Regions from separate parts of the Macaca mulatta genome. Here region 2 is linked to region 1. A link is a contact called in public Hi-C data. All regions are on one chromosome and are shown on one strand. The core of a region is the stretch at or near the end of the contact, and the rest is flanking DNA. Distances in the headings are between cores, read along the strand shown. Region 1 holds the start of ANO10 (anoctamin 10). Region 2 holds the start of ABHD5 (abhydrolase domain containing 5, lysophosphatidic acid acyltransferase).

What was found. A called contact is a pair of places that touch in the nucleus more often than the background predicts.
Region 2: a Hi-C map of blood shows a contact between it and region 1, with 2.0 times the contacts expected there. The contact joins the promoter of ABHD5 here to the promoter of ANO10 in region 1. A contact is called at or near these places in 3 of 14 Hi-C or Micro-C datasets (blood, cortical neurons and liver).

What each region holds. Positions count from the first base shown.
Region 1 is chr2:106,941,013-106,945,311 of T2T-MMU8v2.0, forward strand. It overlaps ANO10 (anoctamin 10), which reads right to left and starts at 1,784. Exons shown (of 14, transcript XR_013414552.1): 1 at 1,682-1,784.
Region 2 is chr2:106,999,193-107,003,491 of T2T-MMU8v2.0, forward strand. ABHD5 (abhydrolase domain containing 5, lysophosphatidic acid acyltransferase) reads left to right here and starts at 2,588. Exons shown (of 7, transcript NM_001265641.1): 1 at 2,588-2,637. The coding sequence starts at 2,591.

The sequences.
Region 1 (4,299 bases), core at 534-3,033:
TCAAATTATTCTAACACATGGGCTAAGTACAGTACTTATTGTAAGGTGGAAAGAAAAAGCAAAAGTATGAAGTAACATGACATTATTACCCCAATTATGTAACAACACTACCCTAATTTTGTGTACATTCATATACACAAAAATACAAAAATTAGGAAGAAATGCATCAAAATGTTATTACATGTGGCAAAACTACAGATTTTAATTTTCATCCTTATACTTTTCTCTGTCTTCCAAAGGTGTCTACAGTGAAAAAAGTTGGCCAGGCGCGGTGGCTCACGTCTGTAATCTCAGCACTTTGGGAGGCCAAGGTGGGACGATTACCTGAGGTCAGGAGTTGATGACCAGCCTGGCCAACATGGTGGAACCCCATCTCTATTAAAAACACAAAAATTAGCCGGGCATGGTGGCGGGCGCCTGTAATCCCAGCTACTCGGGAGGCTGAGGCGGGAGAATCGCTTGAACCCGAGAGGCGGAGGTTGCAGTAAGCAGAGATTGTGCCACTGCACTCCAGTCTGGGTGACAGAGCAAGACTTCGTCTCAAAAAGAAAAGAAAAAGAAAAGAAAAAAGTTTAAATGGGTTTAAGTGCACATACACCCCAATTTACCAAGCCTTTTCTATGCCCTTCCATTATTTTAGAGCTTTCAAATTTCATTCATCTGCAACTCTACGATTCTTTCAGCAACAGCTGTTCAGAACAGATGATTTACTTTCCACATTGAATTTTAAACTGTTTATCATGCAGAATGGGCCCTTAGAAAACATCTAGTCCTCTAGATTTGTATGACTTTAAATTAAAAGTCGACACTACAAAGTGGATTTAACCGCTTTAAACCCCACGGGATTAAACTCCGCAGGATTTAAGGCAATATGATACAACTGTGTCCTGAGTCTGAATAAACCTCAGCTGCACTTTTTAAGTCTGGGATCTCCATACACCGTTTTGTTGGAATACAAGGTTTTACAGAAGGCAGCGCACACCAATGCTGGTGCTGTGAAGGCACCCAGAAAATCAGACGCTGCCTGTAGGGGAGAACCCCATTCCATCCACGTTTCTCAGGTGTCCCAGGTACCAGCCAGACAGGTATCTATTATTTAAACTGCACAGTATGTCCCAGTCAAAAGCCTGGAAACCCAATCACCTCGATGTGAGCATTATCCTGCAAGCCCGCTCCGGCCAAACCCACTTGGAGACAGCCTTGCCCGTCCTGATCCCGGACTGCCCAGGAAGCAAGAATCCCGGGACCCTGAGCTGGCCCTTCTAAAAACCACCCTTCACTCCGCTCCGCCAACTACCCCACTCACTGCCTCCTTCCCCAGAGCGCTGAGGCCCCTAACATCCCCCACCCTGACTCCACCAGCCCCAAATTTCAGCCTCATCGCGCTTCTCTCAGGACTCAAACCATCGCCCCAGACCCATATTCCCTCTATAAACCTCTCCCCTCCCCTGCGACGTCCACTACCCGCAACACCTTCACTCATCCCTGCCCCCACAGCCTCCGCGCCTATCCTGGTCCCACTTCCCATCCCCAGGGGTGCCGGCACCGGGAGGCGGCCCGGGAACGCAGGGCGGCGGCCGGGAGGAACTCCTGGAGCCTGCAGTGGCCGGGGCTCTGTCGCTGCACGGAGCCGGGCACTGCCGCCGACAGCTGGGGGTCCGAGGTGCCCTTCCCCACTCACCGGCCGCCGCAGCGCTCCACGTCTTCGGGGGCTGGCCAGAGAGCCGGCGAGAACCGGAGGCCGGGCAAAAGAGCGCCGGGTGCGGGGGGCGGGCCAGGCCAGTGGGGCGGGCGCTGCCGAGCGCTGGGCGTGGCGGACGCGGCGGGGCCTAGACGCGGTCACACGCAGAGGGGGCGGGGCCGCGGCGGGAGAGGCGGGGCCTCACTGGGCGGTCGCTCCGGGAGGGGCGGAACCGCGGTGGGAGGGGCGGGGCCTCACTGGGCGGTCGTCGTGGACGAGAACCCAGACTGGAACCGGTCCGAAGAAACAAAAGGCAGCCCTGATTGGGCTGTCGCCTGGAACGGAGCCCAGGCCGGGAGAAAGGGAGGGGCGTACCTAACGTACTGTAGCACCCTTCGAGATCCGGAAGGCAGCGGGAGAGGCGGGGCCGAGAAGGGAGAGGACTGGTTGGGCTGTCACTCGGAGCGGAGGCGGCACGCCGCTGGGCTCTCCAACCCAGAGCGGTCGGGGCGGGGGAAAGGAATACGCCCCTTCACATTTCCCTCTTCCATCTCTTAAAGACCAGAACCTAATTTTCTGGTCACTTTCAGGTATAAGAACAAGTCTCATTTTAACTGTAGCTCACTTTCAAGTTGTGAAAAACGCAGATCCTTTTATAATTAAAACCTAACATCCAACCACAGCCAAATCCCTTTCGGTGGTTTATAGGGTTTCCCAGTCCCTTACCTCTATGAAAACCTCTTTTACTCTCCTACTTGCTCCTCACCAGCCACACTGGTACCCTTGTTCCTCCTAGAACTCGCCAGACACCTTTCCACCTCCAGGCCCAGGGTCTTTGCCCCAGCCATTCCCTCTGCCCAGAAAGCTCTTCCCTCGGATAGCTGCTTGGCTCACTTCCTCACCTCCCTTGGTTTTTGCTGGGCTTTCACTTTCTCCCTGAGGCCCTTTCTGACCGTCCTACTTAATACCTGTTCTCATCTCCTCCCCACCCCACCATTTCCTTACCTGCTCTCCTATTTCTTTTGTCCACCACGCTTATTGACTTTTTGTTGTTGTTGTTTTGAGATAGAGCCTCGCTCTGTCACCCAGGCTAGGGTGCAGTGGCGCAGTCTCGGCTCACTGCAACCTCCGCCTCCCAGGTTCAAGCGATTCTCCTGTCTCAGCCTCCCGAGTAGCTGGGATTACAGGCGCGCACCACCACGCCCAGCCAATTTTTGTATTTTTTGTAGAGACAGGGTTTCACCACGTTGGCCAGGCTGGTCTTGAACTCCTCACCTCAGGTGATCCGCCTGCCTCCGCTTCCCAAAGTGCTGGGATTACAGGCGTGAGCCACTGCACCTAGCCGGCTTTAAGTGTTTTTAGTTACCCAGGGTCTACCACAGTCTGAAAATAGGTGAGGCCAGAACAATAAGATATTGGGAGAGAGAGAGAGACCATATTCACCTTTTATTACAGTCTATTTTTATAATTTTTCTATTTTATTATTATTCATTGTTGTTAATCCCTTACTGTACCTAATTTATAAATGAAACTTTATCATAGTATGTATGTATGTGTAGGAAAAAACATAGTATACATAGAGTTTTATACTATCCTCAGTTTCAAGCATCCGCTGGGGATCTTGGAATGTATCTCCCACAGATAATGAAAGATTACTAATCCCAATGTTTAGAACAGTGTTAGGTCCGTAGTAGACAAGCAATAACTCCGAAATGAAAAATTTAAAAAAAATGAATGAACCCTTTCTGCCTCCATACATCCAGCTTTGGCCAGATCAATGCCTCAATAAACTGTAGTGGGGAGAAGGCTGGTCTGTTCTTTACTCCCCACCCTTTTCTGGGTCTTCCAGGTTCCAGCCAGGAGGCAGGGAGACTAAAAGAAAGGAGCAGAAGACTAATTACTTGGTAGGAGCAGTTTGTCACTCATTCTAGACCCCTGATGCTATCATGGCAGCTCACAACATTATTAACCAGTTCTCTTGCGGCTATCTTTTTGTAGGTCCTGTGTGGTTATGTCCAGAGGTTCTGTCTTCTGAAAATCAGGACAAATTATTTATGAACTTCAGTAAGTTTAGACATGAATTACTCCTTAGACTTTTGTTTTTAAATCGTACTCTTCCTATCTTCTAATCCTTCAACTTATGGCCATCCTCCATATAACTTTATTTTCTTATATTTATGTGGCTGGAGGAATGAGGAAAAAACTGAATGGGAATATAAACCTCCTTTTCTCTTGGATAATCTTATTTCACCTCCACAATTAACAAAGTAAAACTTTCTGTTAAGTATAGCAGATTGTTGGACAACATAAATGGCAAAACTGAGTTAATAACATAGATCCCTATATAATAGTCCCCTTTATCCACTTCTCAATACCCCTACTGGATGCCTGAAACCACAGATAGTACTGAACCCTGTATATATTATGTTTTTCGACCTGATAGCCTAGATGGCCACTAAGTGACCAACAGGTATGTAGCATTGATATAGTTTGGATTTGTGTCACTCAAATCTCATGTTGAATTGTAATCTCCAGTATTGGGGGTGGGGCCTGGTGGGAGGTGACTGGATCATGGGGGTAGATTTCTCATGAATGGTTTAGCACCATCCTCTTGATGC
Region 2 (4,299 bases), core at 1,338-3,837, 59 kb after region 1:
TTTTGGGAAGGCCTCCAAGTTTTCTACTTTATCTATTTTCCTTTTATAAGAGCATGTGACAGCTGTTCTTACATTGTTATAAAGAAATACGATTGGGTACGGTGGCTCACAGCTGTAATCCCACCACTTTGGGAGGCAGAGGAGGAAGGATCATTTGAGGTCACGAGTTCAAGACCAGCCTGGCCAACGTGGTAAAACCCTGTCTCTACTAAAAATACAAAAAATTAGCGCGGCGTGGCAGCAGGCACCTGTAATCCCAGTGACTCAGGAGGCTGAGGCAGGAGAATTGCTTGAACTCGGGAGGTGGAGGTTGCAGTGAGCCAAGATCACACCACTGCACTCCAGCCTGGGCAACAGAACAAAACTCCGTCTTAGAAAAAAAAAAAAAAAACACAAACAAAAAAACAAACAACAACAACAACAAACAAGAAATATCTGGGACTGGGTAATTTATAAAGAAAAGAAGTTTAATTGGCTCACGGTTCTGCAGGCTGGACAGGTGCTGGTATCTGCTTGGCTTCTGGGAAGGCCACAGGGAGCATTTATTCATGGTGGAGGGCAAAGCCGGAGCAGGCATCTTACATGGCTAGAGCAGGAGCAAGAGAGTGAGGCGTAGGGGCCATATACTTTTAAACGACCAGATCTCACAGGAACTTAGTATTGCAAGGACAGCATTAAGGGGATAGCGCCAAACCGTTTACGAAAATTCACCCCCAGGATCTAATCACCACCCATCAAACCCCACCTTTAACTCCAGCCTAGACTGGAGTTGTGGAAGTCACAATTCAACATGAGATTTAGAGAGGACAACATCCAAATTATATCAGAGCACATACTTACCTATCTGCCCTTAAGTCAAAACAACCTTGGTCTGGGAGGGTAACAGCACAGAGATTTACCTGTCTTGCTGCTGTCCAAGACCATGCTTCTGTCCGTAAGTTCCCTAATAAATCACCTTTTACTGACAAGCTGGATTTGTCTGCTTCATTCTTTAGTTTCTCAGCTCCTTCTGCATTTGGAGGTCACTTTGCATATATGGCCCTTTCATAAAACAACCAGGAATTCCTATAAAAATGTTTTTTATACGTTCTGGTCTTCCCTAAAACATTTTATGAATTAGATCAAACACAATAAAAAATTTACTAGTTATTACTATGCCTAAGAGATTATAAGTGGCTTTCCCCCCTCTAAATTACAGAAGACACCATTCCTATCCTAGAGGACTTTCTCGTGTAGTTGGAAAGATACTCGATAATGTTTATTAAAAAGCTGTAACAATTACGCAAGGCCGAGAATCTGACAGCTAGATGGTCGATAAAGATACGTTTACAGTGGGGCTCAGAGGAGAGAAAAAGAGGGAGGAGAGTCAGGGAAGGAGAGCAATGAACTGAGTCTAAAATAAAGGTTAATGTATTCGCATAGGATCTATCAAAACAGCAGCCGTATTTCAACCAATTGTTTTCAAGCACCTAGAACAAAGTGAGCCCATAGTAGATACACATGAAACACAAATGAATGAGTAGTAGTGGGTGGTAGAATTACAAAAGCAGGTTGCACCTGATGGTTAAAAAGCTTTAAAACAGGTCAAGAAATACTTCTATTTAGGTTAGTCATTTCCCCTCAATAACTCTAACTACCTAAACATCGATTTTTTTTTTTTTTTTTTTTTTTTTTTGAGACGGAGTTTCCTTCTTGTTGCCCAGGCTGGAGTGCAGTGGCGTGATCTCGGCTCACCGCAACCTCCGCCTCCCGGGTTCAAGCAATTCTCCTGCCTCAGGCTCCCGAGTAGCTGGGATTACAGGCGTGCGCCACCACGCCTGGCTAATGTTACATTTTTAGTAGACACAGGGTTTCTCCATGTTGGTCAGGCTGGTCTCGAACTCCCGACCTCAGGTCATCTACCCGCCTGGGCCGCCCAAAGTGCTGGGATTACAGGCATGAGCCACCGCGCCCGGCCAACACCTACTCTTTTCACCCTCCCAGGTATCTAGAGGGTTGAGTGGGAGGGAAATTGCTGGTTTGGGACACTACAGTAACACCAGCACCTAGAGCAGTGCTCAACTGACTGAAGGCTCCTGTGAGTCGCCCTCTCCCCCCGGCCCCTCAACCCGCGGGGAAGGGCTGGTGGGAGGCCCGGGAGGCCACACAGCACCTCGATTACGGCATTTCATTCGCCACTGCACCATCTATCGGACACTAGCTAGGCTCTTCCAGGACTGGACGCACCTCCGCCCCCAAGGTGCCACCTGACAGCCAACACTGACAGGATGATGCATGAATACAGTCATTATTCAAATTAGCTATCACCTAACTCAGTCGGGTGAGTCTCACCAGTTCTTCTGGGCTGACTGTCCGGCCCCGCACTCACACCCGGGGGCGTCGGGCGGGAGAACGCGTGCGCGCTGACTGGGGATGGCGGAGGCAAGGCCGGGCACGCGCAAACGCGGGCGCGCCGCCAGGCCGTGCTAGGGCGCGGAAGACGCATGCGCGGGCGGCCCGCGCGGCCTTAAGTGCAGCGCCGACCTGGGGCGGCCCAGTCGGCCTGTCAGCCGGCTTCGAGGCGAGTTCCGGCGCTTGCGCGGCGGCGGCTATGGCGGCGGAGGAGGAGGAGGTGGGCTCCGCCGACACCGAAGAGAGGTAAGCGCAGCCGGCAGAGGGCAGGGGGCTTCTATGCGTCTCCGGCGCGCACCCTCCGCGCGGGCCGGGTTAGGCCCAGCGGGCAGCACCAAGGACTCGCCGCCCGCCTGGCGATGACCTGCCGCTTCCTCGCCCCAGCATGACTCCGCGCGGCGCCCCGAGGCGTCCCGGCGCCGCTCTGCTCGGGATAGGCTCCCCTCAGCGCCGGGGCCGCGAGGTGTCTGAGCCGGACTCCGGCCGCACCGGGAGGCTGCCTTGACCCCGCGCGGAGGGTCCGCCCCGTTGTTGTGTAAGCCGCCCCGCGGGCAGGCGACTGAGCTGGCCGCGGCGGCCGCACCGGCTCGGGCTCTGCCAAGGGACCCGGCCTGTCCCAGTGCGGCCGGCGGGCGGTGCCCGGCAGACCCTGCACCTGACTGCGAGGCGCGGGAAATGACCGGGTGTCTCTGTCAGCCTCCCAGCGCGGCTTCCGTCTACAGGTACTACCTGTGCTCTGTCCAGCCTCGGCCGCTGGGCGATCTTTCCCGTAGCCGTGGGAAGGGGCGGCGCTTCCTTGGGGGGGTATTAGAGGCCCGAATTCGCCCGGGAAGCGGCGGGAGGGCAGGGGTGCCGAGAAGGAGGGAGGGGAGAAGAAGTTAGGGAAGTGGGTGTATGGCTGTGGGTTTCAGATACTTCATAGAAAGAAAGTTAGCCCTTAAAATAGAGATACCACGTTCAAATGTGATAATTCATCTTTCGAATAAAGGTCTTTGGATTGCAAGCTCCACTGTCCCTTATTTGTTTGCGCTTCTGGGATTATTCTGGTTTTACTGGCGAAGTGTGTGTTGCATGTGCCTTAGAAGAAACACATAATGTATAGGAAACTGGAAGTTGGAGGGCAGATGTCTAGTCTGAAACTTTTTGATATACAGGTGTAGTGAGTTTATTCTTTTCTACACCTAAATGACTTCTTGCATTTGTTAGTAGAAGAATAGTAGTTAATGAGTGGAATAATTGTTATGGAGATTATTGCCTTGTTTCTCAAGACCTGTCATTTATATTGGAAAGTAAACTTCCCCCATATATATTTAATTTTTTGACATCGGTTCTACTTCAGACCTCTGGAGAAATTTGCCTAGGAAGCATAACCTAAATGATAGAATATGGAGTACCATGAAGACAGGGATATTTGGAAAGATGTCATGGGGAAAAATTGTGAAATATTAGAAACGAAGTTATTCTCTTGAGTTTTGTTTATTTGTTGAGGTTTGTTGATGAACTTCCTCGTTGCATTGAGGTGAAATGTTGAATGTTATGTGGACGCAAGTAGGAACCTGATTGGTAGGTTGTGTTCTCATCTGATTTGTCACAACATTTTTGACTCTTGACACTACTTTCAGGTGGACTCTTTGGTTTTGATGTAGTGGGACCTGGAAGTCCAGGACACAATCGTGAAAGGGTTTTATGGCTTGGAGTGATGGTTGGAGGTCATTGGAAGTAGATGATTAAAAAATCCTTAGCAGCTGATTAGCCAGTTTCTAGACAGAAGTGGGCTTCCCTGGTATTCTTGGCAATATGCTTTAGCGGTGTCTAGGGACTATCCCTAGAAGTGATCCTGTGAAGTCCAAGGTTGACCCTGTGTGCTGGATGTTATTGTTCCCATTTTGCAGTTGAAACTACCACTGG